7 separate regions of the Mus musculus genome follow, and all the other regions are linked to region 1. Evidence: chromatin contacts called from public Hi-C, HiChIP or PLAC-seq and promoter capture Hi-C data. All regions are on one chromosome and are shown on one strand. The core of a region is the stretch at or near the end of the contact, and the rest is flanking DNA. Distances in the headings are between cores, read along the strand shown.

What was found. Promoter capture Hi-C pulls out the DNA fragments that hold promoters and counts their contacts. A called contact is a pair of places that touch in the nucleus more often than the background predicts. HiChIP or PLAC-seq counts read pairs in DNA pulled down with a chosen protein or histone mark. Capture Hi-C pulls out chosen DNA fragments and counts their contacts.
Region 2: a promoter capture Hi-C map of liver shows a contact between it and region 1, with 4 times the contacts expected there. The contact joins the promoter of E130304I02Rik here to the promoter of Lsm14a in region 1. A contact is called at or near these places in 4 of 39 promoter capture datasets (the HPC-7 cell line, hippocampal neurons, liver and 1 more), 2 of 484 Hi-C or Micro-C datasets (both in CD4 T cells), 2 of 115 datasets of contacts at active chromatin or transcription factors (large pre-B cells and regulatory T cell precursor) and 2 of 9 other capture datasets (adipose tissue and liver).
Region 3: a contact with region 1 is called in an RNA polymerase II HiChIP or PLAC-seq map of embryonic stem cells, with 5 read pairs. The contact joins the enhancer-like site here to the promoter of Lsm14a in region 1. A contact is called at or near these places in 3 of 39 promoter capture datasets (the C10 cell line, hippocampal neurons and liver), 5 of 115 datasets of contacts at active chromatin or transcription factors (the SCID.adh cell line, embryonic stem cells, large pre-B cells and 1 more) and 1 of 9 other capture datasets (liver).
Region 4: a Hi-C map of CD8 T cells shows a contact between it and region 1, with 8 times the contacts expected there. The contact joins the promoter of Nudt19 here to the promoter of Lsm14a in region 1. A contact is called at or near these places in 9 of 39 promoter capture datasets (the 3T3-L1 cell line, 3T3-L1-derived adipocytes, the HPC-7 cell line and 5 more), 3 of 484 Hi-C or Micro-C datasets (CD4 T cells, CD8 T cells and the G1E-ER4 cell line), 7 of 115 datasets of contacts at active chromatin or transcription factors (the SCID.adh cell line, acute myeloid leukemia, astrocytes and 4 more) and 1 of 9 other capture datasets (liver).
Region 5: a contact with region 1 is called in a promoter capture Hi-C map of pre-B cells. The contact joins the promoter of Dpy19l3 here to the promoter of Lsm14a in region 1. A contact is called at or near these places in 6 of 39 promoter capture datasets (the 3T3-L1 cell line, the C10 cell line, cranial neural crest and 2 more), 3 of 484 Hi-C or Micro-C datasets (CD4 T cells, CD8 T cells and Th1 cells), 1 of 115 datasets of contacts at active chromatin or transcription factors (double positive thymocytes) and 2 of 9 other capture datasets (adipose tissue and liver).
Region 6: a contact with region 1 is called in a promoter capture Hi-C map of pre-B cells, with 5 times the contacts expected there. The contact joins the promoter of Rgs9bp here to the promoter of Lsm14a in region 1. A contact is called at or near these places in 4 of 39 promoter capture datasets (the 3T3-L1 cell line, liver and pre-B cells), 4 of 484 Hi-C or Micro-C datasets (B cells, CD4 T cells, regulatory T cells and 1 more), 3 of 115 datasets of contacts at active chromatin or transcription factors (the SCID.adh cell line, regulatory T cell precursor and thymic regulatory T cells) and 2 of 9 other capture datasets (adipose tissue and liver).
Region 7: a promoter capture Hi-C map of hippocampal neurons shows a contact between it and region 1, with 2.5 times the contacts expected there. The contact joins the enhancer-like site here to the promoter of Lsm14a in region 1. A contact is called at or near these places in 4 of 39 promoter capture datasets (hippocampal neurons, liver and pre-B cells), 1 of 484 Hi-C or Micro-C datasets (CD4 T cells) and 1 of 9 other capture datasets (adipose tissue).

The regions. Positions count from the first base shown.
Region 1 is chr7:34,388,280-34,391,101 of GRCm38.p6, reverse strand. It overlaps Lsm14a (LSM14A mRNA processing body assembly factor), which reads left to right and starts at 1,397. Exons shown (of 11, transcript NM_025948.3): 1 at 1,397-1,744. The coding sequence starts at 1,624. Gm12764 (predicted gene 12764) reads right to left here and starts at 2,489. Exons shown (of 2, transcript NR_169160.1): 1 at 2,094-2,489.
Region 2 is chr7:35,801,337-35,804,036 of GRCm38.p6, reverse strand. E130304I02Rik (RIKEN cDNA E130304I02 gene) reads right to left here and starts at 1,445. Exons shown (of 3, transcript NR_033567.1): 1 at 1,016-1,445. It overlaps Zfp507 (zinc finger protein 507), which reads left to right and starts at 1,048. Exons shown (of 7, transcript NM_177739.3): 1 at 1,048-1,203; 2 at 2,509-2,599.
Region 3 is chr7:35,529,480-35,532,188 of GRCm38.p6, reverse strand. All of the region lies in intron 1 of Tdrd12 (tudor domain containing 12), which reads left to right. Among named protein-coding and RNA genes, the nearest start is that of Tdrd12, 6.9 kb to the left of the region's middle. Within about 2 kb of position 1,433, at least 15 of the 459 cell types and tissues checked have an H3K27ac peak or open chromatin away from gene starts, as enhancers often do. A contact at or near this core is called in embryonic stem cells, where this site is marked.
Region 4 is chr7:35,554,454-35,557,335 of GRCm38.p6, reverse strand. Nudt19 (nudix (nucleoside diphosphate linked moiety X)-type motif 19) reads left to right here and starts at 1,408. Exons shown (of 3, transcript NM_033080.2): 1 at 1,408-2,182. The coding sequence starts at 1,532.
Region 5 is chr7:35,753,159-35,756,119 of GRCm38.p6, reverse strand. Dpy19l3 (dpy-19-like 3 (C. elegans)) reads left to right here and starts at 1,666. Exons shown (of 19, transcript NM_178704.3): 1 at 1,666-1,865.
Region 6 is chr7:35,584,328-35,587,372 of GRCm38.p6, reverse strand. It overlaps Rgs9bp (regulator of G-protein signalling 9 binding protein), which reads left to right and starts at 1,791. Exons shown (of 1, transcript NM_145840.3): 1 at 1,791-3,045. The coding sequence starts at 2,153. The coding sequence ends at 2,866. Ankrd27 (ankyrin repeat domain 27 (VPS9 domain)) reads right to left here and starts at 1,126. Exons shown (of 29, transcript NM_145633.3): 1 at 1,004-1,126.
Region 7 is chr7:35,771,259-35,773,958 of GRCm38.p6, reverse strand. It overlaps Zfp507 (zinc finger protein 507), which reads left to right. Exons shown (of 7, transcript NM_177739.3): 7 at 1-1,613. Among named protein-coding and RNA genes, the nearest start is that of Dpy19l3, 18 kb to the right of the region's middle. Within about 2 kb of position 1,423, at least 3 of the 459 cell types and tissues checked have an H3K27ac peak or open chromatin away from gene starts, as enhancers often do. A contact at or near this core is called in hippocampal neurons, where this site is marked.

The DNA of each region.
Region 1 (2,822 bases), core at 148-2,647:
ATGCATTGGCTCAGCGCACCAGACATCCTACTTGCTGCCTGTGTTCGGCTCTTATCCCAGTTGTTCACTCTTGCAGCAAATGTCTACCGAGCAGCTGTCCTGGGCCGGTTGCTACACTTGGCCCCAAGGATGATGCAAACAGTGTCTAAAACCAGAAACCCTTCCTCAAAATATTTGCATTCTAGCCAAGAAGGGAGACAAACACTTATGACTAAATAGACAAATGCGATGGGGGGTAGGGAGGGAGCAAGGCAAGAAGAGGGGTGTAAAGCGAGATCTACTGTAGTTTTGTAAATACATCACCTCTTAGGGCAGCTTTGAGCAGAGTATAATGAACTGTGGAAGCTGTGAGAAGAAGGGATGCTTGGAACAGTATGGAGCTGTGTAACAACAAATTAAATCATCCATGCCCTCATAAGCCAAACTAGGAAGTCTGGTTTTCACCTTGTGTAAAATGTAACCTGTGGAGCGCACTGAGTAGACGGATGTTATCTTGAGTTGAACAAAAGTCCAAAATCTCTTGCTACTTGAACATGATTCCCCCTGACTGCTGTGTTAAGAAAAACCTAGTAGGGGTAAGAGAAATAGAATTCTTCGGGAGCTACTGCCAACAACTCTGGCCAGGGTAACTGAGGCGTTATATAGAGCTGTACGGATGGAGACGGTCCAGCCTGAACAGACAAGATTTATAGTTAGGACAGGTGTGGAGGTGTAAGACAATCCAGGACTGGGGTCTTAGCTACTAAGCAAACGTTCCCGGTTCATAGTTACCTCCGAGAACAAGCTAGAGGGACGAGTTTGGAGTAAAACCGAAGAGTTACATCTCTGGATGCAAAGTTTTAAGATGCCAATTTGGTATCCGATCGGAGAGATGATCGTTATTAAGAAAGTGGAGCTGACATTAAGTGATCAAAGCGGCAGAGAAACACTTGGACTGGTGTTTCTTGCATAGTTAGTGACCGGGAACATCTTGAAAGCTAGGACACGGATCAAGCCGCATAAAAAGGGTTGGACTCAGTTTGGGGGACAGAGTCCCAGAGCCTCCCGGAGCGGCAGCCCTTGGAGTGTGAGACTCCTCAGGCGAAGATGGCTGCTCTGGCGTTTACAGTGAGAGTTCCGTGGCCCGCGGAGAGCGGCTCCGGAGCTGGGAGGCGACCGCTTACAAAGACTCTGGGCTCGTACCAAAGTGCAGCCCGCCTAGAAATGGCAGAGGCCGCAGTCAGCATCACCAGGCGGGATGGGCCCTCGTCTAGTCTTCCCGCGACATCTAGGTGCCGTGAAAACCTTCCACGTCGGGAGCGCAAGCCAAGCGCTCTGGGCCGCCGCGGAAAGAGCCCGGGACCGTCCGTGAGCTCGGCGAGTCTCGCGAGAAAGCACGCCGCCTCGCCCTCCCGGCATGCCCTGCGCCGCCGCCGCTGCTGCCGCCGCCGCCGCCGCCGCGCCGCGGTTTGAGGGCGGGAGGCTGGGGGAGGGTAAGCGGAGCCGGCGCGGCCGCCATGTTGGTTCTGAGGCGGCTGCTGTGAGGCGCCGACGGAGGGAGCGAGCGAGCGGGCGGGCGGGCGGAGCGGCGGGCGCAGCGCGGGATCTGACTGAGTGCGAGCGGCGGGCGACGGCGGCGGCGCCATGAGCGGGGGCACCCCTTACATCGGCAGCAAGATCAGCCTCATCTCCAAGGCGGAGATCCGCTACGAGGGCATCCTCTACACCATCGACACCGAGAACTCCACGGTAGCCCTCGCCAAAGGTACGGCGGGGCGGGCCTCGGGGTTTTGGGGGGCGCGGGTAGAGCGCCCCGCCGCCCTCGCGCTCTTCTCCCTCTGCGGTCCTCACGGGCCTCGCTCCCTCCCGGCCCCCAAGCGACAAGGGCCGGGCTGCGGCCTCCCCGGGCTCCCCGGGCTGCTTCCTTTCCCCCGAAGCTCCGCGCCTTCCATCCGGGGAACGAGTGCGCGGCGCCCGGGGCGGGGCGATGCTAAAGTCCCGGGAACCAGCCGGAGAACACACCCAGGTTCGCGGCTTCCAAGACCGAAATTCGGTCGTTCCTTCTTCGGAAGCGCCGAACAAAGCCGGAGGAGTCGAAGAATCTTGACGCCTACCTCGAGATGAATGCGGATGTGTTGATTCCTCGGGCACCCATTTTCTCAGCGTTCTTCGTCTGGGTCGGTGGCGACGGTTGTCGAGTGAACTCCTAAGGAGTGTGCTCCAAACTTTGGGTTTGCGCCGCAGACTTGTGATCTCGAAAGGCCGTTTCGTACCGTCCAGTCGATCGCATCCCGTTTGTCTCCTCTGTGATTGTTACCTGTTATGCCGGAATTCTTATGCAACCGAAGGGTGCGCGTTAAAATGCTTGCTTGCTGTCCCCATGGGCCAATTTTCTGGAACCCTGGTAGAAAGGAAAGTTTAAGTTTTGATGATCCGGGACTCTTGTACACACTTCAGAGCGAGTACTATCGGGGCGCTGACCGACTCCGCTGTACTTGGGGAGAGGAAGTTGTGTGGAAGGGGATCCCCCCCTACTTACCCCAACCCCATAGTCTGTACAGTCGATACAGTCAATTTGTGGGTTTTGTTTCCGTTCACGCGTGCTAGTGACAGGAAGGCACAAAGAAAATAAACTTGAGTTTCTGATCCTAGGGGAAGTCTTATAACAGTTTCTGATACCAGGGAGGTCTATTTTCCTACCACACCTAGTAGAATTGTTAAGAACTAAGTATGCTAGGAAAAAAGGTCCTAGGGATAGCAAGATTCTAAATCTAAAAGCATTTTTTATAGATGCTTCTTTTAACAGTTTCAGTTTCTTGAATTATACCTAATAGGGGGTAGGG
Region 2 (2,700 bases), core at 196-2,695, 1.4 Mb before region 1:
AAAATTGTCCTCTGTCTTCCACACACGAATCAATAAATGCTTTTTTAAATTTTAAACATAAAAAAAAAAAAGAAAGTATTTTTGACCCAGAGCCAGCACTGCCTCTCATCAGACATACGGTTAGGACCTCTACATTTTTCAGCATACGATGCCTGAAAAAAATAATAGCTCCAATTAGAGCCTGGTATGGTGGAGACACATCTACTCTCCCAAGCTACCCTGGAGGGCTGAGGCAGGAGGTTCACAACTTCAAATGTCTGCCTGGGCTAACTACATAAGGAATTAGAAGCCAGGATGAGTTGTTTCAGGAAACTCAATAGCTCAGTGGAAGAGCATTTATCTAGGAGGTATGTGGTTCAATGGGTAAAGGTACTCGCTGCCAAGTCTGAAGGTTTGAGTTCAATATCAGAACCCATACCATGGAAGGAAAGAACAGACTCCTGAAAATTCTCCTCTGACCACAAGTCTCCACAAATAACAATAAATAAATACGTAGATAATATTTTGTGTGTGTGAATGGCTTACTTATCTGTATACCTGAGCACCATGTGTGTGTCTGGAGTCTGTGGAGGTCAGAAGAAGGCCAGAGCTTCTGAGTCCCTGGAAGTGGAGTTACACATGGTTGTGAGCCACTGTATGAGTGCTGGAAACCAAACCTGTGTCCTCTATAAGAGCAACCACGGAGCCATCGCTCCAACCCTCGCTCCAGCCATCACTCCAGCCATCGCTCCAGCCCTCGATAAACTTTAAAAAAAAAAAAAAAAAAAAAAGTCCAGCCAGATTCACAAGCACAAGGATGTAAAGAACGATGGGGTAAATGAGGGGATGAAGAATGCCCCAGCAGGTTGAGGCCACAGTGGATATCAACTGAGTTCTAGACCAACACCAGCTCTGACAGGACCTGGATGGCCACAGCATCTGCCCAGAGCCTTAAGGCCCTTTCTGCCAGAGGGCGTGGTCTGTGGTGGCTCCACCCCACCACAGCCCCGCCCACGCCGCGCGCCTCCAGGCTCACCTGACCGGCTCGCCGCTCACGTGATCTGTCTCGGCGCCGCCATCTTGGAGCCACGGCCGAGGAAGGGGCAAAAAGGGGGAAAGAGAGGGAAAGGAGTCGGGAGCGAGGCGGACGAGGGCGAGGGTACGGTGGGGTCCCGGCCGGCCAAAGGAGGCTCGCAGGAGCAGCAGCCCGCCGCCCGACCGCAGGTACCGCGCCCCGGGCCGCCCCTCCGCTTGAGCGCCGCCGGCCATGTGCGGCCTCGCTGGTGACGCCCGCTTCCTCCTCGCCGGTGACGCCCGCGGCACTGCCACGCACCCGAGCCTGAGCTCCAGGGCCCTGTGTGTACTGTCGTCCCTCTGTCGGGCCTGTGGAGACCCCGGGCCCGCCGTGCCGCTGGGGGTGGGGGTCCCGTTGCTCCCCAGGTCCCGCTGAAGCGCCTTTGCCTTCTGGAGACGTGAAAGCGCTTAGGCCAGCCAGGATGGAGCTTAAGTTTCTTTAATCCCCCGTCCTTTAAGCACTGCGTGGTGTAGGAAATGCCAGCGCAAACGAAAAATAGCAATCGTGGCCTCCCACACGTACACATCCTCTGGGATTGACTGATCTTTCCAGAGATCGCTGAGACCATTGGTGAAAGTGCCCACCTTTCCAGACCTGGGGCATCCCGATCGTTGTTTGGAGTCCGAGGCCTGGGTGATTAATTAGGTCCAGGCAGCCACCCCCACCAAAGGTTGCTGACAGTGGACAGGAATTTGCTTTCAGTCTACATGGCCCAAGGCAATTACTGGATTTACCCCCTTTTCTGTCTGAGTTTGTACTTTCTACTCTACTGGTCTGATTCTGTGTATGGATTGCTATATTGATTAAAAAGAGAAAGTTTGACCCTTCATTCCTTTACCATGGTAACTCTGGAAACTCGGAGGATGCCCTAGCGGTGTACTAATTTTACTTAACTGTAATCGCTAAGTTACTTTCTAAGGGAACCGAATAAGCCTACTTTAAAGCAACAATAGGAAAACAGTAGCCAAAAAAAAAAAGGAGGACCAGGGCAGGAAACTGCTTTGGAGAATATATAGGTCAAGCCACGTTGTCGCATCTTTTCATGGTACTCTTCTGCCCACTGTGTTTGACTAATTTACATAATCACCCCTTAGGCTGTAATTTCGGTTAAAGTTAGAATAGCAATATGTCATTTATTATTCCATATTGGTTAGAAAATTATGTCAGTAAAAGCAGTAGTTTGCTGAGTGAATTACTTACATGGAGGGGGAGGTTTAAAATATACAATTGTTAGAAGTTTTCCAGGCTGATTTGTTTTAGCTTCTGCAAAATCCTCTACTTGTTAAGTAAATTATGTAAATTTGCCTCACACAATTACATTGCATGAACAGCTTTCCGAAATTTCTTTTCAATGTTAAGTATTGGAAGTTTCTTCACTGCCGAAATAAGTTACTGTGTTTCGCCCGCCAATGGAGAGACGTGTTTGATGGTGTTTATTTCCTTCTTGGCCACAGCTGGATTGTGAATATCGATCCAGGAGACTATCTGTTTCAGAAATTGATTGGAAAGACACTGGCTCTGCCACTAACAGCCATGTAACCTTGGGTAAGTCACTTACATCTCACTGAGATGCCTTATTTATAAACCGCCACCACTGTGACTGGACCCACAGAACTCTGAGCAAACGAAGCTGTTTGCTGCTGCCT
Region 3 (2,709 bases), core at 184-2,683, 1.1 Mb before region 1:
GGAGAGCATCAGATCACCTGGAACTGGCCTTCAAGGGCATTTGGAGCTACCTGGCTTGATTTCTGAGAATGAACTCAGGTCTTCTGGAGGAGGAGCAAGTGGTCTTAGCTTCTGATCTCTCTCCAGCCCTTTGTGGGTCTTTTCATCCCGTTGTATTTGTTTTGTGCATGTGTTTGTGGCAATGGGCATGAGAAGGTCAGAGGACAACTTAACTTGTGGAACTTTTCTCCTACTTCATGGGTTCCAGGGCAACAGCTCAGGTGGTCAGCTATAGCCTCAGCACCTAAGAGCTGAGCTGTAGTTTTTTTATAATTTTAAAAATAACATATTCCAAGGTAAATTCAGATAGCTCCAACTTTGATCTTCTATTCCATGCCTCCCTTTCCCTAGGTAATGATTTATGTTTGCTTGATTTATCTGTTATCCTGCCCCAGCTACTTTGGGGGGTGGATTGTGCTGAGAGTGGAATCCAGGGCCTTGCACATGCTAGTTAAGTGCTCTACCATTGAACTGCACCCCAGCCCCTCATGGCTGTTTTTCATTCCTTTTTTCTTCTCCCTCCTGCCCACTTTTGAGATGTGGAATTGTAGCTCACACTGGCCCTTTAACTCACTGTGTATGTGTAGCTGTGGATGGTGTTGAACCCCTGATTCTCCTCCCTGTACCTCCAAGTGCTAGGATTACAGATGTGTGTCAAAATGTTCCATTTCATGACATACTGCAGGTTAAACTAAAGTGTCATACATGCCAGGCAAGTGTGCTACCAGCTGAGCTACATCTGCTGCCCCCATATCCTCTTTGATTAAATGATAGAATTTTCACATGCATTATATCCTGTGTGACTTTGGACCTAACCTGACAGGGTGACAAGGGAATGAAGAAAGGATAGATAGATACACAAGACACAGGAACTGAAAGGCTGGGATATGGTGGGTTGTGTGCACTCTGATGGAATGGCACCAACTATGCAGCAGCCAGAACCTCAGTAAGTTCATTATGTACAGCAGGAGAATGAGGGGTTAGCTAGTCTCAATAGGAGACTTTGCAGAGTGCTGCAGACCCTTTTGGACCCTGTCTGCATAGAATGGGTCTCTAGTTGCAGGTGGACAAGGAGTTGGCGAATGACAGACAAAATCAACACAAGAGGTTGTGTAGAATATGAATGTAATTTTTCAAGTTGAGATCATACTTTTTTATGAAGAGCAACCAGAAACCAGGCAAGATACATCCACCGAGTTACAGTGACACAAAACAAAAGGAATGTATACATCAAAAGAAGGCAGGGACCTGGCCACTGCCACTAAGAAGGGAGCCAGGTGTAATGCTAGTCTATTGTTAAGCCCGCCACCAGGGGTTCTTAGTAAATGCCTGATTATGCTGTTTCTTTGGGCTAGTGAAGAAACCTGTCTCAGGGGGATTCCCTAACTCTTTCATGGTAAACTCACCTATTCTTTAGGCCACTGTGAATTCCCTGGTCTGGGTAAGACTGGCTATTGTCCCAAGTAAACATTCTGCAGACCAGCCCTGAGCTATTCTGGCTCTGTTCTTTGTAATGCCTAATTAGTTTCACTGTCTCTACTAGAAGTAAATTTGAATGTTACTGAATAGGTAACATTCTTACTGAATTCCAATTTTGTCAGCTTCTGGGATGTTGGAACACTGGCGAAGGCTTAGCTATGTCAGAATTCAATCTTTAAAGGCACTTATAATAAAATAATACTAAAAGAGAGCACGTGGATCCATACACCAGACTAACTCAGGAATAGGGTGTGAGTATAGAGGTTATGAGAATGCCAAGGTTCCAGGAGGTTGAGTTTCCTTGAAACTCTTTGCCTCCTGAGTGCTTCCAGGCCTCTTGGCCTGCCAAGCAGACTTTTTCACTGAAGTGTGCATAGCAGCAGAGGAACCATCAAGGGTTGCAATCACCCAGGAGGAGGAAGCTGTAGTTGCTAGTTCTCTTTCTTTTTTTAAGATTAATTTATTTATTTTATGTATTTGAGTACAATTATATCTGTCTTCAGACACACCAGAAGACGACGTCAGATCTTGTTGCTGATGGTTGTGAGCCACAATGTGGTTGCTGGGAATTGAATTTGAGACCTCTGGAAGAGCAGTTAGTTCTCGTAACCACTGAGCCATCTCTCCAGTCCCAGTTGCTAGTTCTTTACACACTGTCCATATCCACAGACCAGAGGGAAGGCTTTACTAAATCCCATGAGTCTGAGGCATTGGTGTCCTTGAAATGCTTGTGTCCATGTCAAGACATTCACATAGGAGTTTATCTATTCCTTTCAGACTCACTCAGGCCTTCCTTGGCTCCCTACACTTAATGTTCTTGTTTGTTTTTTGTTGTTGTTGTTTCTTTCTTCACAGGTTATAAATACTGTTTATAATTTGCTTATTTATATTGTGTATACTTTTTAAATATTGGAGATCAAGGGCATCTTTTTGCCTTTGTGGGGGCAGAGTTTGAAATAGGTTTTAGATTCATAGTCTAGACTGGTTTTGAACTTGTGATCACCTTGCCTCAACCTCCTAAGTACTTCCATTATACATGTGTGCCACCATGCTCACTATCCTGTTTGCTTTTGGATTTGCACGCATAATTGAGAATTGTTTGCCTATTTTTTTAAATGTGTTTTGGGATTTTTATCTTCTATCAGATCTCTTTTGTTTGTTTTGTTTTGTTTTGTTTTTGAGTCAGGGTCT
Region 4 (2,882 bases), core at 159-2,658, 1.2 Mb before region 1:
TGGCTGGGGGAAGGGGCAGGAGGCAGGTAATGGCACTTGCAGCTAAACCTGATGACCCAGGACATACATTGTCTTCTGGGCGCCACATGCATTCAATGGCACTTGCATAAGTAAGTAATAAGTGTAAAAAAAAAAGTTCCCATAATGACACCTGGGCTCTATAATAGATTTAGAATAAATTTCAGCTCAAATTTCCCGTGTCAGTGCCAAGAGCATCAGTTTAGACAAGGGTAGTCTGTTGGCTCACAGATAGACGGCGGCGGCAGGTTATCTTACTAAGGGCAGATACTTCTCAACCTGTGGCCCCATTTTCTGTTTCTGGAGATGCAGTAAGTACACAGACAGCTCCATCTTTAGACAGGTTAACATTAAAAATAACCAAAGTCAACTGCAAAATGATGAGGCTGGCACACACCTTTATTAGTCCTAGACTTGGGGAGGCAGAGACAAGCAGATAGATCTCTGTGAGTTCAAGGCTAGCCTGGTCGTCTACATAGCAAGTTCCCAAAAAAGCAAGACTACATAATAATACTTTCTCAAAACTAACAAAAAACATCTCTATAGCCCCAAGAATACAGCCTAACTCATCCGAAACCCTAAAAATATGTGATCAGTTAGGATGGGATTTACAAGAGTTGGTGACTGAGAGAGAGCTGCAAAAAGGGAGACAGAAACAAGCTGTTTCCAAAAAACAAAATAGAAGTGCAAGTCCTCCAGCCACTTAAAAGTTGGAGAGGAAGCCAGGCAGTGGTGGCGCATGTCTTTGATCCCTGCACTTGGGAGGCAGATTTCTGAATTCGAGGCCAGCCTGGTCTACAGAGTGAGTTCCAGGGCGGCCAGGGCTACACAGAGAAACCCTGTCTAAAAACAAAACAAAACAAAACAAGAAACAAAAACAAAAAGAAAAAGAAAAAAGGAAAAAAGGTTGGAGAGGAGGGGGAAGCATTGCTAGTCTAGGATTAAACATCTCCCACGTAGAAAGAGAACTAATCACACTAAGATAATTTTCCCTGATCCTCAGGTGCTCAGGCAATAACAACATCTACAACTTAAGACAGACTACCCCAAGGGACAGGGACTAGCCAAAGACATTCAAACTACAGAGTAGTTAGTCTAACTTGGCATCTGATCCACCCATTCGTTTATTAGCATGGTTCAAGAGAGCTCCAGACACCTTGGAACCTCCTATACAGGCAACAGGCCAGCGTAGGGGACAAAGTCCTAGTCGTTTGCGTTTAGTGGGAAAGGTTCACAACTAGAAATTATTTTCCACTCCACACTGGCACCCGTGCTCCCAGAGGCTGGCTGGTGACTGCAGCAGCTGTGACAGGGCTGTGACAGGGCGAGAATGACCCTGACTGAAGCGCAGGGCATTCGAGGAGGTGCTCTGGCGCGGGAATCACGCTCCTCCCACAAGTAAACCTCCGGAAGCCGCCAGGCCGGATTTTTCAGGCCCTCAACATTTATAGGGCTTCTGGACACCACTCTACGACCCGGCCACTTCCTAAGGGGGATCTGAAGGACGCCGGCCATGAGCAGCTCGAGCAGCTGGCGGCGGGCAGCCACCGTGATGTTGGCAGCAGGCTGGACCCACTCGAGCCCGGCCGGCTTCCGGCTGCTGCTTCTCCAGCGAGCACAAAACCAGCGCTTCTTGCCCGGCGCGCACGTCTTCCCGGGCGGCGTGCTGGACGCGGCCGACAGCTCACCCGACTGGGTGCGTCTGTTCGCGCCTCGGCACACGCCGCCGCGCTTCGGCCTAGGCCCGGAGCCCCCTCGGCAACCCCCCTTCCCCGGGCTGTCCCACGGCGACGCGGACCCCGCGGCGCTGCCCGATGACGTAGCGCTGCGCATCTGTGCCATCCGCGAAGCCTTCGAGGAGGCGGGGGTGCTGCTCCTGCGGCCGCGGGACGCGGCTCCAGCTTCTCAGGAGCCCAGTCAGGCGCTGTCGCCTCCGGCCGGCCTGGCCGAATGGCGCTCGCGCGTGCGCAGTGACCCGCGCTGCTTCCTCCAGCTGTGTGCGCACCTAGACTGCACGCCTGACATCTGGGCGCTGCACGACTGGGGCGGATGGCTCACCCCGTATGGGCGAACCATCCGCCGTTTCGACACCACCTTCTTCCTGTGCTGCCTGCGCGACATTCCGCGCGTGGAGCCCGACGTGGCCGAGGTGGTGGGCTACCAGGTAGGGGTCGCGGGACCCGCCCCCCGGGATGCGCTGAGCCTTACCCCAGACCAAAGGCGCACGTGCGTGACCTTGCTTTAGGCTCTCAAGGACTCAACTCTCACCCTAAGCGGGGGCGCGGCAATGCTCCCAACTGCCTGTTCTGGACACTTCCCAATTCACTTCATGCCCTAAATCGTTTTCATTCGGGTTTCTAGAACACATTATAGGATTTCAGTCATTAACTTTCTTCTTCCTTCTTCATCTCTTCCTGTTTCTCTGTTCCCGTTTCCTTCGTCTTTCGCTTTCTCTCTCCTTTCCCTTTCCATCTTTCTCCTTTTTCTAACCCCTTTCTCTCTCTGCATGCGCACGCGTGGTAGGTGTGTGTGTGTGTGTGTGTGTGTGTGTGTGCGCGCGCGCGAGTTGGTCTGTCTGTCTCCCTCCATCCCTCCCTCCCTTTCTTTTTCGTGTCACTTGCAATGCACCAGGCACAGTTAGTTAGGCTTCAGGCCTAGGACCCGAGGTCTTGAGTGTGCCACCGCTTCAAGTTCATCTTTTATTTATGCAAAAAAATGTTTTCAACTGCCCGTTATTTTCCTTTTTGTAAAATAAACAAAATGACTTATTTTAAGTTGTGTTCTGGTGTGAGAGTATATGCACGTGAGTGCAGGTGCCCATTGATGCCAGAAGTGTCTAATCACCTGGAGCAGGAGTTGAGGAA
Region 5 (2,961 bases), core at 417-2,916, 1.4 Mb before region 1:
AGGAAGGCTCTTTATAGGACTTTTATTGTATGTGTATCGGTGTTTTACCCGAATGTATATATGTGCACCATATGCCTGTCTGATGCCCACAGAGGCCAGAAGAGAGCATCAGATGCCCTGGAACTGGAGTTACAGATGGTTGTGAGCTGCCACATGGATTCTGGAACCAAACCTGGGTCTTTTGGAGGAGCAGCCCTTAGCTGTTGAGCCATCTCTGCAGCCCTAAGGTAGGATATTTTTAGTGTAAATAAAGGTTAGTAAGCATCGCCCTTGAAACTCCAATCTGGGGGGGAAAGGAATGAGGCCCAAAGGTCAAGTACACTCGGGCCTTAAAGCAGACCCTGTTTAACATAAGATCCATGAGAGGAACTCATCATTTCTGTTAGCAAACTTTACAGCAAGTATTCTGTGCTGGGATCCTTGCCTGCAGCTGGCGAGGGTTCATCTAGATCTGCAGTGGAATGGGGGAAATTCCTTCTCCTTCCTCCATAATTTCCCTTGCCTTTCTATCGTGCTTCACTACAACTCATCGTCTTGCTGCATGCTTGTGACAAGCCAGTACTCTATGTCTCTGCATATGGCCCAGGCAAGAGTTGGACTTGTCATCCTCCTGCGGCAGCCTCCTTCCTCAGCAGGACTACAGGAGCGCCATCTAAGACCTTAAATCTCAGACTTTACTCTTAGTGCGCACCCACTTTCTATGAGAAGCACTACGACCCGACGTTCTTATGACAGTTCTTGCCTCGTGTTACAGACATGAAGCAGCAGCTGAATACTGTTCCCCTCAGGGACATGCGCCTCACACCAGTTACATGTTCCACAAATCACTTTAAGTAGGTGTGGGGTGAGGGGCTATCTAATAAAGCATTCTGAGCAGTGTGTTCTTGGTATTAACAGTCGACAACCAAAAGAGAAAAAGATCTATCAGGGACAGGTAGCTAAGAAAGGCAGGGTGTATGGAACAATTTTTGTTGGAATTAGATGACAGGCTGCCTTTTCGTAGGTACTGATCTCAGTGGGCCATCCACTACCAAAACTCAGTCTGGCGCACACCTTCCTTTAGTCACAGCACTCAGGAGGCAGAGGCAGACGTGAGGCCAAATTGGTCCACACGCAATTTCAGGCCAGCCAGAGCTAGAAAGTGAGACCCTGTCTCAAAGAGAGGGAAAAGATGCTGACAAGCAGTTTAAAGATAAGAGGAACATCTAGGACTCAATACTGAAGGTGCATGTTAAGGAGGAGAATTAACAACAAAGGCCAGAGCAGTACTACGGCGGCGGCGGGAGGATGGGTGTGGATGGGTTGGGGGTGTGGGGACTGAGAGGCATGTCTTTGGAGACCCAAAAGTGTCTGCGGATTTTATCACTAAACAACGTCGAAAGTGCATATAGCCGGACATTGGAGGCAGGAGGTAGAGCTGGGAAGGTCCCCCGAGACTGGGTAACCTTTCTTCGGGGCACCAGGGACTCCGAACACAGGAACAAGCCAAGCTTAAGACCTGCCTCGGAGCCTAACACCCCCAAAACAGCCCTCTGAGCGGAAGTGTACCTCTTCCTTCCGGTGTGCGCCGCACGAGACGGGGCGGGGCAGCGCGGGAGGCGGGGGCGGGGCCTTGCGTTGACGAACAGCTGCCGGGACCAATGAATGCAGCGGTAGCGGCCCGGCCTCCCCGGCGCGCCCCTTCCCCGGGCTGTAGACGCCCCCCAGGCCCATCCTTGCAGCGCGCCGCACAGAGCCGGGAACAGCTGGGTCCTCCTAGTCTTCACCTCGCTGTAGCCCGTGAAGTGGGCGCGTCCCTAAGGCCTGGGTGCTCGGGGTGCTTCTTTGCCAACCCGAGCCGCCCCTGAGGACTGCTGAGGCCGCAGGTCTGTGGCTGGGGGTCGGGCCGCGAGGGGACTGGACGCGCAGTGTCTACGGGACACGTGGGCGGGGCGTGGGAGGGAGCGTCTCAGAGCGGGAGCGAGTGTCGCGAGGTTCCCCGGGCCGGCTAGCACCTGGTCCTCGCGTGGGCTCGCCAGGTGCGCAGGGGAGTGGCTCCAGGTGCGGGGGAGTGGCGCGCGTCCTGGTCAGTAGTCCAGGAATTGCCTTAGGGTCTCTTTGCTAATGTCTGGCAGGGCTTTGAGTCCGGCTGGCCGGAGCAACTTTTTGTTTCCTAGTTGGGGAGGCTGTTGCCATGCAGACGGGAAATGTAATTAGCACCTGGCATGTTTGTTAACTTTCTGCTTTACCAGGCTCAGGGTAGATGTAAGGTGGGCCCCCTGTATAGCCCTAACCCGCCGAGGGCTAGCAGGGAGGGTATAACTCCTCAAGAGGGGACAGGATTCCAGCTGTGGCTGCAAGACTTTGAAAAGATTTCTTCTCTCCCCCCCCCCCCCCCGTTTCTTGTGCTTTTTGAGCACACTGCATTTGAGTCTGTGTTCAGTCTGAGCATTTTTGAATGAATGAATCTTAACAAAAGCATTGTGTGGTGTTGGCTTCCTCTGTTGTATTTAGCAAGAGCCTTTCCGTTAGATAAACATAGACTTTGGTAACTAGAGTGCAGGTTGGATTAGCTGCCGAAACAATCGCGTCTGGCTACTCCTCATCTTTAATAGATAATTAGTAAAACGCTATTCATTAGTCAGAGGAACCAGGCAAGATGTTCCCGGGGGACTGAAGCCAGCTTACTCACCACCACCACACCCCCGCCTCCCCCTCATAGCTTCCAAACTAGGTAACTGCTCCCGCAGCTACACCCACAGTTGCTCCCCAGAGAGAGCAGCCACCCTGACTGGCACAGCCCCGCACTGTCTTACTGTCTTTGACATCCAGGCATAAAGCTTAGCAGGGATTTTTTTTTTTTTTCAAAGAACACAGGTGCTAAAATTCAGGTATCAGAAACAGTGTTTCAGTTCTTCAAAATCTGGCTGTCACAAGTTTACTAGGAATCCCTCCCACGTGGTCAGTTCTGTGGGAATAAAT
Region 6 (3,045 bases), core at 542-3,041, 1.2 Mb before region 1:
AGAATGGCTAAGTCTCACAATATCCAAATTCTGAATGCAAACCGACAGCTGAGCTGGCTAAAGGAAAGACCCCTGAGTGACAGTAAGTACTGGGGTTCAGGGCCCTAGATCCTGTCGGTTGACACACCACCACGGCCTGCACTGGGGGACTCTGAAAACCCTACTATGTGCTGCTTTCGCTCCGGATCAATGGGAAGTTTACAGTGTTTGATGTAAACAGGAGCATCTCTCCACAGAATGAAACAGAAATCCCAGCCACTGAGAACTCTGTCTGTCCAGTCTCACTAGCCCTCTTATCCCAAGCCTCTCACTCCTAGATGGTGATGTGTCACTTGCTTCCCCTGCCACCCACCCCGCCTTGAGTGTCCAGGTCCCCTGGAGCTGGAGGAGAGGCTGGAGGGGCACCGCCTGGCGCGCGCGCATCTGGGCAGTCCGTTTTCAACCAAGAAACCGAACACACTCTGTGTGGTTGTACGTCTCTGGGTACCTGAGTTTTCCATAAGTCTTCTCTACATACAGGACGAGAGGACCTCGCCACGTGTAAAGCAGGCAGGGATACCCTTTCCACTTTCAGCCCCGGCGGAAACTCAATCAGCTGGCCTAGACCAGGATCTGAACACACAGCCTCCTCCCTCAGTTTGGTCACCGGAAAACCTCCCAGGCCACATGGCCTGGGAGCGACAGCTCTGCCCACTGCCCCAAGTCCCAGCTCCGGGGGACCCAGGCCTGCCGTGGTGCCACAGGAACAGATGCATTCTCCGCGCCGCCTAGGCATCCCTCTGGACCTAGTGGACAACGTGCGCGCCGCGATGCGGACCGCAGAGGAACGGGAGAGCTGGGAGGCTCAGCCCGCCACGGGTCCGGGCCCCTGGGGCCCATCAGCCCAGCCTGGGGCTCCCCTTCAGTGCAGGGAACCCCTCCCCCTTCCTCTCCCAGGCCCCGCCCGACCTCGGCGTTCCCCAGAGTAGGGAGGCGCTGGAGGATACCCGCAGAAGACACTTACTTAAGAGGCTACATAGTTTCACCTCTGTGCTACGACAGCACCTCCCGGACCCTGGGCTGGGACCTGAGTGCCCACCACCCGGGTGCGGTGGCTCCACTCTTCAGCCTACCTCTTTACTCCGCCGTTGGGCGGAACCCTGCTCCAGTCTGTCCAATAAGAGGTCGTTTTAGTCGAGACTGACACGTAAACAGAGCAATCATTAAGTCTAGTTCAGTCGGAGGTGGGGCCCAGGCGACTCCGCGCTTCCTACTCAAGCTAGCCCCGCCCAGAACCAGGGAGTGCGCGTGCCCAGAATTCGAGAGGCGGGACCTAAGGAAGATCTGATATTAGGGGTGGGGTCCAAGCTGGGCCCCTGAAATGGGGTTAGACTGTGATGAAGAAGAGAGCTCCAACTAAGTAACAATCCTACCCGGTCGATCGCCCGTGCTACTGGTGATGCAAACTGGAGGTGCCCAGACTTCCGAGCCACCCTACTCTGTTGCCTACAGGGTCTAGTCCCTTGGTCCTTTCCCTTCACTAGCATGGGCTGCGATAAGCTAAGCATTCTTTCTACCGAGTCTCACTTTTCCTCGTCTGCAAAGTAGGAAAAAAAAAAACCTTGAATTTGTAGGGCGCTAAGGTTCCAGAATTATCATGGTAGGGAGAAGAGGGAAAGCCACACTTGATCTACCTGGGCTGGGCCCCGCCTACCCCTGGCCCGGGGGCGGGGAGGGGGCGGGGGGGGCGGGCGGAGGAAGCCCCGGGCCTGGACTGGTGGCTGGAGGCGTGTCCTAGGAAACTGGATCCTGCTGCCCTTGGCCGGGGCTAAGGCGCGCGGCTCGTCTTGGAGACTTGGGGTCGATCAAGGATGGGGTCTTCACTCTGGGCTTCTCAGGGAGCCGCCGTGAAAAAGAAAGTGGTGCAAAGACACTACGCGTGACCCGGAGCGCGTCTGGGGGAAATGGAGGAGCGGATGGGGAGAAGCTAACCAGACTACCCCAGCCGTGGGGACGCCGGAGGCGCACCTCAAGGGTCCCTGGAGAGCTCTGTTGAGAACAGCGGCGAGGACATGAGGAGCTTTCAGTCCGCCCTGCTCAAGGCTGGCATCAGGGCTGGAGGCGACCTACGACGTTGAAGGTTGCAAGTAGGGTACCGCCGGAGGGCAGCGCCATGGCCAGAGAGGAGTGCAAGGCGCTGCTGGACGCGCTCAACAAGACCACAGCGTGCTACCATCACTTAGTGCTTACTGTGGGCGGCTCCGCGGACACTCAGGACCTACGCGAAGAGCTGCAGAAGACCCGCCAGAAGGCGCGGGAGCTGGCCGTGGCCACCGGCGCCCGGTTGACCGTCGCGCTCCGGGACCGGAGCTTAGCTACCGAGGAGCGCGCGGAGTTTGAGCGGCTCTGGGTGGCCTTTTCAGGCTGCCTGGACCTGCTCGAAGCCGACATGCAGCGCGCACTAGCGCTGGGAGCCACCTTCCCGCTGCACGCGCCGCGCCGGCCACTTGTTCGCACTGGGGTGACGGGCGGCTCCTCTGCTGTAGCTGCGCGCGCCCTGAGCGCCCGCAGCCTGCGGCACGAAGCGGAGAGCGACTTCGATGTCGCCGATCTGCCCCAGTTGGAGCGCGAAGTCCTCCAGGTGGGCGAGATGATTGACGACATGGAAATGAAAGTCAACGTGCCCCGCTGGACTGTACAGGCGCGACAAGCGGCAGGCGCCGAACTCCTGTCCGGTGCCAGTGCCGGCGCGTCCTCAGCCGGTGGCATTTCGGTAGAGGAGCGCGCGGGCCCCTGCGACCCCAGCAAGGCCCTGGCTGCCACCGTTTTCAGCGCCGTGCTGTTGGTGGCTGTGGCCCTCGCCTTATGTGTGGCAAAGCTGAGCTGACTGATATCCAACGGTCGTCCGCTGCCCCTTTTCTTTCCAGGGCATGGGCTTCGGGTTTGAACCGTTAAGGAGAGAGGTAGTGAGCCTGAATGTGTGCATATGAACATGATCCTTTCAAAGCCCACCTCTGCCTGGGCAAAACGTGTTTTGTTTTTTAACATGCTGGCCCAAGAGGAGTT
Region 7 (2,700 bases), core at 174-2,673, 1.4 Mb before region 1:
AGACCAGGCTGGCCTCAGCCTCCCAAGTGCTGGGATTAACGGCAGTAGCCATCACACCTGCCAAGATAGGCTTAATTTATCTGTGAAGGTTAATTCATTTCTGTTATATGGATTTTAATAAGAAAATGGATTTATAGATACTAATTCAATTTCCCTAAATTTATTCTATATGGACTTAGATGAATTTTCTCATATTTTCACAATTCAAATATTTATATTTAATGCCAAATGCAAAAAAAATTCATGTTTCCATTTTTATCACCCATTGCTATTGTGCCTACTGGGTCTGGTTTTCATTTTGCTGTTAGTCTAACCAATAATAGCCTTCAGTGAATTTTCTGTGGCTTTAATTTTCCACAATTGGTTAAAAAATAGTAATCACCCAAACCCCCTACCATTTCAGCAGGGCGGCTGGCTCTTCAGAAGATGCTTCCACGTCCCTTCAGACCACATGATAGCAAGCATGAGTGCAAGCCTTCCCCCACCCACGGGGAAATGTAATAACCCAAAGGTTCAGAGCCTCCGCTCTGTCGTGCGTTCATATGAGCCCTTGGGCCTGGGCCCTGCATGTCCTGATAGCATTTACAGCAAGGCTCTACCACGAAGCAAGATTCTGAGTAACACAAGCATGTATGTATGGTTGTCATTGCTGGGGAGACTCTTACCCGGTCAGGGTCACTGCTCAGAGGAGTATCCTGACCACTGCTCTAAGCTTTGGCATGGGAAACCCTGATTTTTGTCTCTTGCTCTGACCACCTGCGCTTCTAAGAGCAAATGGGGAATACTGCTTTAAAATTACTGTGTTCAGTAAACATTAGATGGAGAGAGAGGTGCCAGTTGTGACCTTTATAAATATCATTTTGTCCCTTGCTGTGATCACAGGACTCTGGCAGATGCCCTCACTGGCCTGTCAGCCATGTGCCTGTTCACTTTATCTGTGGCTTGACCACACGCAGCGATCGATACCGGCTGAAGCTTCTGCCCTGGACCGCTCAGTCCCCTGTTCGAGGTTACCATCGGTGGCTTTGTAATTACTGTTCTTTTCCTCACAAAACAAATGTGAGCATCATGTTTACATCGCATCTCTGCAGCGTAGTTGGCTTGACAAAGATGAGCAGGTGTCTCTGGTCTCAGTTTCATAAGCACTTATTTAATCAGGTTTTCAATTGTGCAGCAAGGTGCTCAAAGTAATAGTCTATAAATATATTTAATAGAAACTTGAGTTTGACATTCATGGGCGTAAAGACATGTATTTTTTTTTTAAAGAAATAAGTATTGTGTAACACTATGGCTTTGCTTCTGTAGCCCAAGTAGAGAAACTTCTGGAACGCCATGTAAAAAAGCAATGATTGATTCTGACGCTGATTCATTAAAACTGGATGATTGGCGTTTGGTGACATTCTGTTGCCCGCCCACCCATCACGCTGCAAACCGTGTTTGTGGCAGCACAGGCCGCCTGGTTAGAAGAGTGAGTGCAGCAAGCTCTCTGGCTGGCACCTCTTAATTTTCAGAAGAACTGTCCAAAATTAGAGTAATTTATTTTGCTTTACAGGAGTTTGCCATGTATTGACTTAAATATTGTATTTTGGTAATAAATTTTTTTTGTTAAAAAACCACTTGTTTCTAAGTTTCCTTAGCTGTCTGCGTGTATTCCTGTCTTGGGTTTGTTGAGTTAGAAACTTGCATTTAAGCCACTGAAAGCTTCCCGGGAGCTGGTTGGGGTTTACTGTTAGGCTCTGTTAAGTTGCTGAGGTAGCCCTGGCGCACCAGGGCTGCGTTTCACAAGCATGGGCTCTGGGCCTTCTCCCCTGTTCAACAGCCCTTTAGCTTCCACAGCAGACATGGCGATGCTTCCAGTGCTGAGCTGGGGGTGCCGGCTCCCTTCCTGTAATTAGAACTGCTGAAGGCCACCGACTACAACGCTCCTCATACTTCGATCCTCTCGTAGCCTATCACCAAACAATCTCTTACAGTCGATTCCTTGCAGAGGCCACAGGTGCTCTAATGACTACAGCACTGGGTTTGCTTCCCCCAGTTCGTGCCCTAGGATCCCAGGCCCTCCCAGCTGGAAGTGACTCAAAACAAAGAATTCTCCTTGATAGCTACAGCCTCTTGGACTGTTCTCTGTAGGGTGATGTGGTCCTATCTCTTCTCTCAAGGACCAGATCTCAACACTGTGCCATGACAAGCTAGGAGTATAAGTCAGAGCAGGGGGGGACCTAGATCCAGATCATGGGGTCCCATATGACAGCCATAGCCACATGACTACTGAGCACTGGAGATGGGACTTGTGTTCTGAGGGTAAAACAGAACAGTTGCAAAAATTGAGTACAAAAAGGAACGTAAAGCATCCCAATAGCTTTATATGTTGGCAACGTGTTAAAATAGCTTGGCTATATTGAGTTAAATAAAACATGTTAAAGTCATTTCACTTTGTGTTAGCTTTTCGTTTCTATAGCAAAATACCTTTAACAAAACCAAACCAAAATAAAACCCTCTTAGGTTGACTTGGCTCATGGTTTCAGAAGCTTCTAGCCAAGATCATCTGCAGTGAGGCAGGATCTTATGGTGGGAACATGCAAAGCAGATAGAGAGCTCATAGTGGCTAGGATATCATGGTGGATAGCTCAGTGAGGAGGGGCAGGCAGACAGGTGACAAGATAAAAACATAAGACTTACCCAGGGCAGAGCCAGGAACTG